Linked DNA regions of Mus musculus: region 1 is linked to region 2. The links are chromatin contacts, called in public Hi-C maps. All regions are on one chromosome and are shown on one strand. Each heading gives the region's core, a stretch centred on a gene start, on an enhancer-like site or on the middle of the called end of the contact. The rest is flanking DNA. Distances are from core to core; before and after follow the strand shown. Region 1 holds the start of Ptpn6 (protein tyrosine phosphatase, non-receptor type 6). Region 2 holds the start of Aicda (activation-induced cytidine deaminase).

The links. Hi-C and Micro-C count contacts between places; a contact is called where the count stands out from the background.
Region 1: a Hi-C map of B cells shows a contact between it and region 2, with 5 read pairs. The contact joins the promoter of Ptpn6 here to the promoter of Aicda in region 2. A contact is called at or near these places in 1 of 39 promoter capture datasets (pre-B cells) and 1 of 484 Hi-C or Micro-C datasets (B cells).

What each region holds. Positions count from the first base shown.
Region 1 is chr6:124,731,781-124,734,480 of GRCm38.p6, reverse strand. It overlaps Ptpn6 (protein tyrosine phosphatase, non-receptor type 6), which reads left to right and starts at 1,327. Exons shown (of 16, transcript NM_013545.3): 1 at 1,327-1,535; 2 at 1,621-1,743; 3 at 1,987-2,181. The coding sequence starts at 1,528.
Region 2 is chr6:122,552,383-122,555,082 of GRCm38.p6, reverse strand. Aicda (activation-induced cytidine deaminase) reads right to left here and starts at 1,274. Exons shown (of 5, transcript NM_009645.2): 1 at 1,174-1,274. The coding sequence starts at 1,181.

The DNA.
Region 1 (2,700 bases), core at 78-2,577, 2.2 Mb before region 2:
TGAAGGGAATCAAATGAATAAGGAAAAGAAATAGGGTGGAAGATGTACACTGCCCAAGGATGCCTGCCCAAGGATGCTCCTCACACTGTTTAAGGGACTGAGAGTCTGGGTTGGTTTTGTTGTTCTTGTTGTTGAAACAGGTCTCACTATATAGCGCTAGATATCCTGGAACTCACTGTATAGACCAAGTTGGCCTCAAACTCACAGAGAGCTGCCTGCCTATGCCTCCCAAGTGTTGGGATTAAAGGCATGGGTTACCATGCCCAGCTAGGACTGGGGTTCTAATTTCAGTATTATAAAACAAACAAACAAACAAACAAACAAACAAACCAAAACTAACCAATCAAAACACCTCAGACAATAAACCCTTAAAAGATATAAGGTGCTCTGTCCCATCTCCCTTCTCCAGCAGCCTGTGTCCCTTGCTAAGGAAGATACCAATATAAATTGGGCAGCTTGTTTCCCCTCTGGTCTTGGCTTGGTAGTATTTGCATCTTTTTTTGTATTCATCCTGGGGTTTACATACACAAGGTCCCATAAGCCTGAAGGCTGAGCGCTCCTAAAGTTTAAAGCCCTCCCTGTGAGCGTCTGCCCTTGTTGGGACCCTGGCCATAAACCCTAACCTTTAGGAGATACCTTCCCACCCCACCCCTCCCTGCTGACAGTCAGGGTATAGGAAGGAGGCCTAGGCCCATGATGACAGAGCTGCACAAGGTTGCTTTGTGGGGGCTCTCAGCTGTGATGATAGCATCTCCTTTGGACAAGGAGTCTATTGACTACTGTTCTTTGGGTCCTGAGGGCTGGCAAGCAGAATTCAAAAGTCATTGGCTTTGAAACTATTTAGGTCTGAATCCTGCAACTCACTAAGGGTAAGACCTGGGGGCAATTCCTCAAACTTCTTGGCCTCAGTTTCCTTGTCTGTGAAGTGGGGATAAAGATAGTGCCTGAGGAATGAGGCCCTGGTGACCTGTAACTCACAGGAGGCATGAAAATGACATTGTAGCAATGAGTCTGGCAGGCTGCGACACTCCATTAAATGACGGTGCCACTGCACACGATCATTATTAGACTGTGCCTAAGAATAATTCTGAGTAGAGGCAGCTGCTGGAGGAGGAAGGGTTGACCTGATAATGTGGATATTCACTGTGCGTGACTCTTGACCTGCCACACGTGTGCCTTACCTCTTGAGTCATGAATATTTACTGCCTTGCCCCTGTGCCTTTGTTGGCAGACTGTGGGAAGTGGGCCCTCCCCCACCCTGCCACCCTCCAGCTCCTCTTCCCTCGCTCTGAAAAGAGAAGTTCTAGTGAGTTCCCCTAAGGGGTCGGCCGCGCCCCTTCCTGTCTCCGCCCTGCTGGCTGCCCCAGGCCAGTAGAGTGGTAGCCCGGGGAGCAGGACTGCAGGTTGGCTTTGGAGGCCTGGGCTCTGAGAGCCTTGCCTGAGGCTCATCTCTAGAGTTTGTACGTGCCTGCCCAGACAAACTGTTCCCTCCACATTTTCTGCAGCCAATTCAGTGAGAACCCCAGGATGGTGAGGTAAGGGCCTGGGACCCATGGAGGATAGGAAACAAGGGTGGCTGGAGCCCTGGGGATATTCCCTCACTGCCCTGTGCACTTTTAGGTGGTTTCACCGGGACCTCAGCGGGCCTGATGCAGAGACCCTGCTGAAGGGCCGGGGAGTCCCTGGGAGCTTCCTGGCTCGGCCCAGCCGCAAGAACCAGGGTGACTTCTCCCTCTCAGTCAGGTGGGTGGCCCTCCCTGCACCTTGGCAGCTCATTGTGTGGGTCCGGAGCATTCCTGGGTTCCCTGGGTTGTGTTGTCTCCTCATGATACATTTCTTCCCTTCTGTCCCTGCCTGTCGCCCTAGCATGTGCCCATAACTGTCTATGTCTACTCCATGCCTATGTGCTTTTGCATCGAGACCCCTGTCCCCCCAAGCCCACCCCGCTGCTGCTCATGTATCTCACTACCTGGTGGTGCCTCGCAGGGTGGATGATCAGGTGACTCATATTCGGATCCAGAACTCAGGGGACTTCTATGACCTGTACGGAGGGGAGAAGTTTGCGACGCTGACAGAGCTGGTCGAGTATTACACGCAGCAGCAGGGCATCCTGCAGGACCGAGATGGCACCATCATCCACCTTAAGTACCCACTGAACTGCTCGGACCCCACCAGTGAGAGGTGAGGGGCATTGCAGGTTGGCCCTGTCCCTTGAGATAAGTGGACATCCAGACCAGGTGTCCTTCTGTTCCCAGTCCGTTCTTCATCCCTGATCTTCCACACCTGTTCTCTCAGTGTTCTCAGCCTCTTCCCTCTGTAGGCTGATGATTCCCATGTATCTAACCAATCCCCTGTCCCCTGAGGAAGCCAGAGAAGGGTTCCCCTTGCCTTCCTGCAGGGTTCCTGCTGCCTAGCAACCTCATCCTGAGAGTAACAGAGAGGCCACTCCTTGTCTCTGGTGTTTCTCATCAGGTCGGCCCTATTACTAGAAAGCTTGTCCTACCATGGAACTCTGGTGCCTTCTTCCAGCCCTCTACACAGCCTGGGGCTCTAGGTCCCTGTCTTAATAAGGTCTTAGAGGTCCACTGGTACTGGGGTACTCAGGGACTTCTCTCAGCATCACACTGAGGTGGGGCTGGACAGAGCTTGGTGAAAGCAAGGTCGCTGAGGTGGTCACAGGTAGAGAAGGGCCCAGGCTTA
Region 2 (2,700 bases), core at 25-2,524:
AAGTGGCAGATTACTTGTCTAGCATGTGTGAGGTCTTCAATGTGGTCCCTGATAGGGGTGAGGGAGAGTGGGAGGAGGAAAGGGGGAGGAGAGGGAGGAGGAGAAGGAGGAGAAGGAAAAGGAAGAGGAGGAGGGGGAAGAGGAGAAGGGGCAAAAGGAGGAGGAGGAGGGAGAAGAGGAGGGAAAGAGATGGGGAGCAGGAGAAGGAGGAGGAAGAGGAGGAAGAGGGGGAAGAGGGGAAGGGGAAGAGGAGGGGGAGGAGGGAGAAGAGGAGGGGAAGAGATGGGGAGGAGGGAGGAAGAGGAGGAGGGGGAGAAGAAGAGGGGGTAGGAGAAGGGTAACAAAAAGAAAGAAGGAAGACAAGAAAGGAAAAATCTGGAATCTGAAGAACACCCTGCTACCATTAGCTATATTAACTCCATATTCTAAACCTCATAGCCAAACGGAAGTGAGCTCAAGTGTATGGGCTTTAGGCATAGTGACTCACACACTGGCAATAAATGTAAAAATCAAGAGAGAAATTTCTGATAATGGCTCATCATGAGCTGCATATAAAAGCTTTCAAGAAGCTAAGAAATCTCTGCATAGATGAATTAAACAGTAAAAATGTCACCAAGTGTCTAACAGTTGAGTCTATAACACTAAATTGCCTGTCTTAATGAAATTCTCTCCTTCAATAGACACCATTGTAATGAGTTGCAAGCAATTCATCTCAAATGTTTAGTTTTTTTTTTTTTTTTTTTTTTTTTGAGAAGTACAAATCTTCTTGCTATAACTAAATAATTCCTGTAAAGACTCCCCATGCGAGTCTTAAGATGTTGGATATTTGCCAAATAATTGTGAAAATAACCACTACTGTTTTTAGTAAGGAGTTGCTACGACCTCTTTGTGGCGCGGGCCTCTAAGGCTTCGCTGTTATTACCACAAGCCGGCTCTAGCTCTGCCCAAATCTCAGGACAAGTCAAGGCTTCCTATCTCTAGCAACACAGAGAAGAGAGAAACCGGGGGAAGGGAAGAACTTCGTGGTCAGAGTTAGGTCCAAAACCCAAAAGACCTGAGCAGAGGGTGGCAAGCAGACGAGGAAATTCGCGCACTGACAGGCAAAGCCTCCATCCAGACAGGCAGCCAGCACTACTGGAGCACATGCACAAGCAGATGAGACTGTCTTGTTACCTGTCCATATCGGTCTCCAGCGTGACTTTCTTGACTCCCTCAAAGTCTTAGGCCAAAGGAAGCTTGCTTCAAGCAAGGCTGCTTCAGTGCTGTTGTGTGACAGAGCACTGGCCCCTGGCATTCAAATCTGAGCTTGCTCTTGTGGGCTCCTCCCCCACGACAGCATCACTACCACCAGGTATCCAACATCTGCCTCCTGGGTTGGGTCCAGTAAAGATGGGCGGGGCTGTGGTGGGCAGAGCCACACGGATTAAATGATTGGGGGGCGGGGGGCAGTTCTGCTCATGCTTAATGTCCAACTTCCTTCGAGGCTGTTCCTCTAAAAAGCCAGCCCAGGTACCACAGGTAACAAAGATCAGGAGACAATAGCACTGGACACTTTTCACATTGGTATCATGATAATGAGCTCTGTGAGTGTGTGTGTGTGTGTGTGTGGGGGGGTCCCAGGTATCACACCTAAGGTCTGTGCATGCTTCCTAATTTTAAAATTGTGATAACAAGAATGATAGCAGTCATAGTGACTTAAAGTGGCCTTAAATGCATCTTGTGCTTCTTGAACTTACAGTATCTGTTCCTTCCGTTTGTTACACTCAGTTTTATGCCTCAGTAGAGATGGGGGTTGACCACCACAGCATCCAGAGAGTGAACTTTAGCCTCCTAATTCTCTAATATATTTTTCTTTTTTTAAAATGACATTATAAGATAGCTAGAAAGACTAGTTGCTTGCACCAAAAAGTGATTTATTTTAATTTTGTGTGTGTGTGTGTGTCAAAAAGTATTTTTTTTTTAAAAAAGAACTCTTTTTCCTCATTAAAAATACCTTACTGGAGGCCTGGAGAGCTGGCCCAGTGATTAAGAGCACTTATTTCTATTGCAGAGGACCAGCAGGCGGTTGAAAGCCACCATGTGTGGTTGCTGGGATCTGAACCCTGATCATCTGGAAGAACATCCTTTGCTTTCTTCCTTCCTTCCTTTCTTATACTCTTCCTTCCTTCCTTCCTTCCTTCCTTCCTTCCTTCCTTCCTTCCTTCCTTCCTTCCTTCTTTCCTCCCTCCCTCCCTCCCTCCCTCCCTCCCTCCCTCCTTCCTTCCTTTCTTCCTTCCTTCCTTCCTTCCTTCCTTCCCTTCCTTTTTTTAGATAGGGTGTCATTATGTAGCTCCTCTGGCTGGTCTGGAACTTTCTATATAGACCAGACCAGTCTTGAGCTAGAGACTGGATCCCGTTGCATGCACACAGCACATGCCCCTGCCCCTATTTTGTTGCTGTGAAATCTCTCTGTGCAAAGTCTCATAGTTCAGGACTTGGCTTACTCCCTGGCAGTTTAGCCTTCCCTGGATATCATATCTGAAATGTTAATGAGCCCCCATCCTCCTTCTTCCTCTAATTAATTTCCTCTGCATTATCACATCACTATCAGAGACACAATTTCCCTCACTAGTGAATTAATGAATTCCTGGGAAAAAAATTTCAGGGCACCGGGAGTAACCAGCACCAGCCGTGACATTACAGGGTTAAGGGAACCCAGGT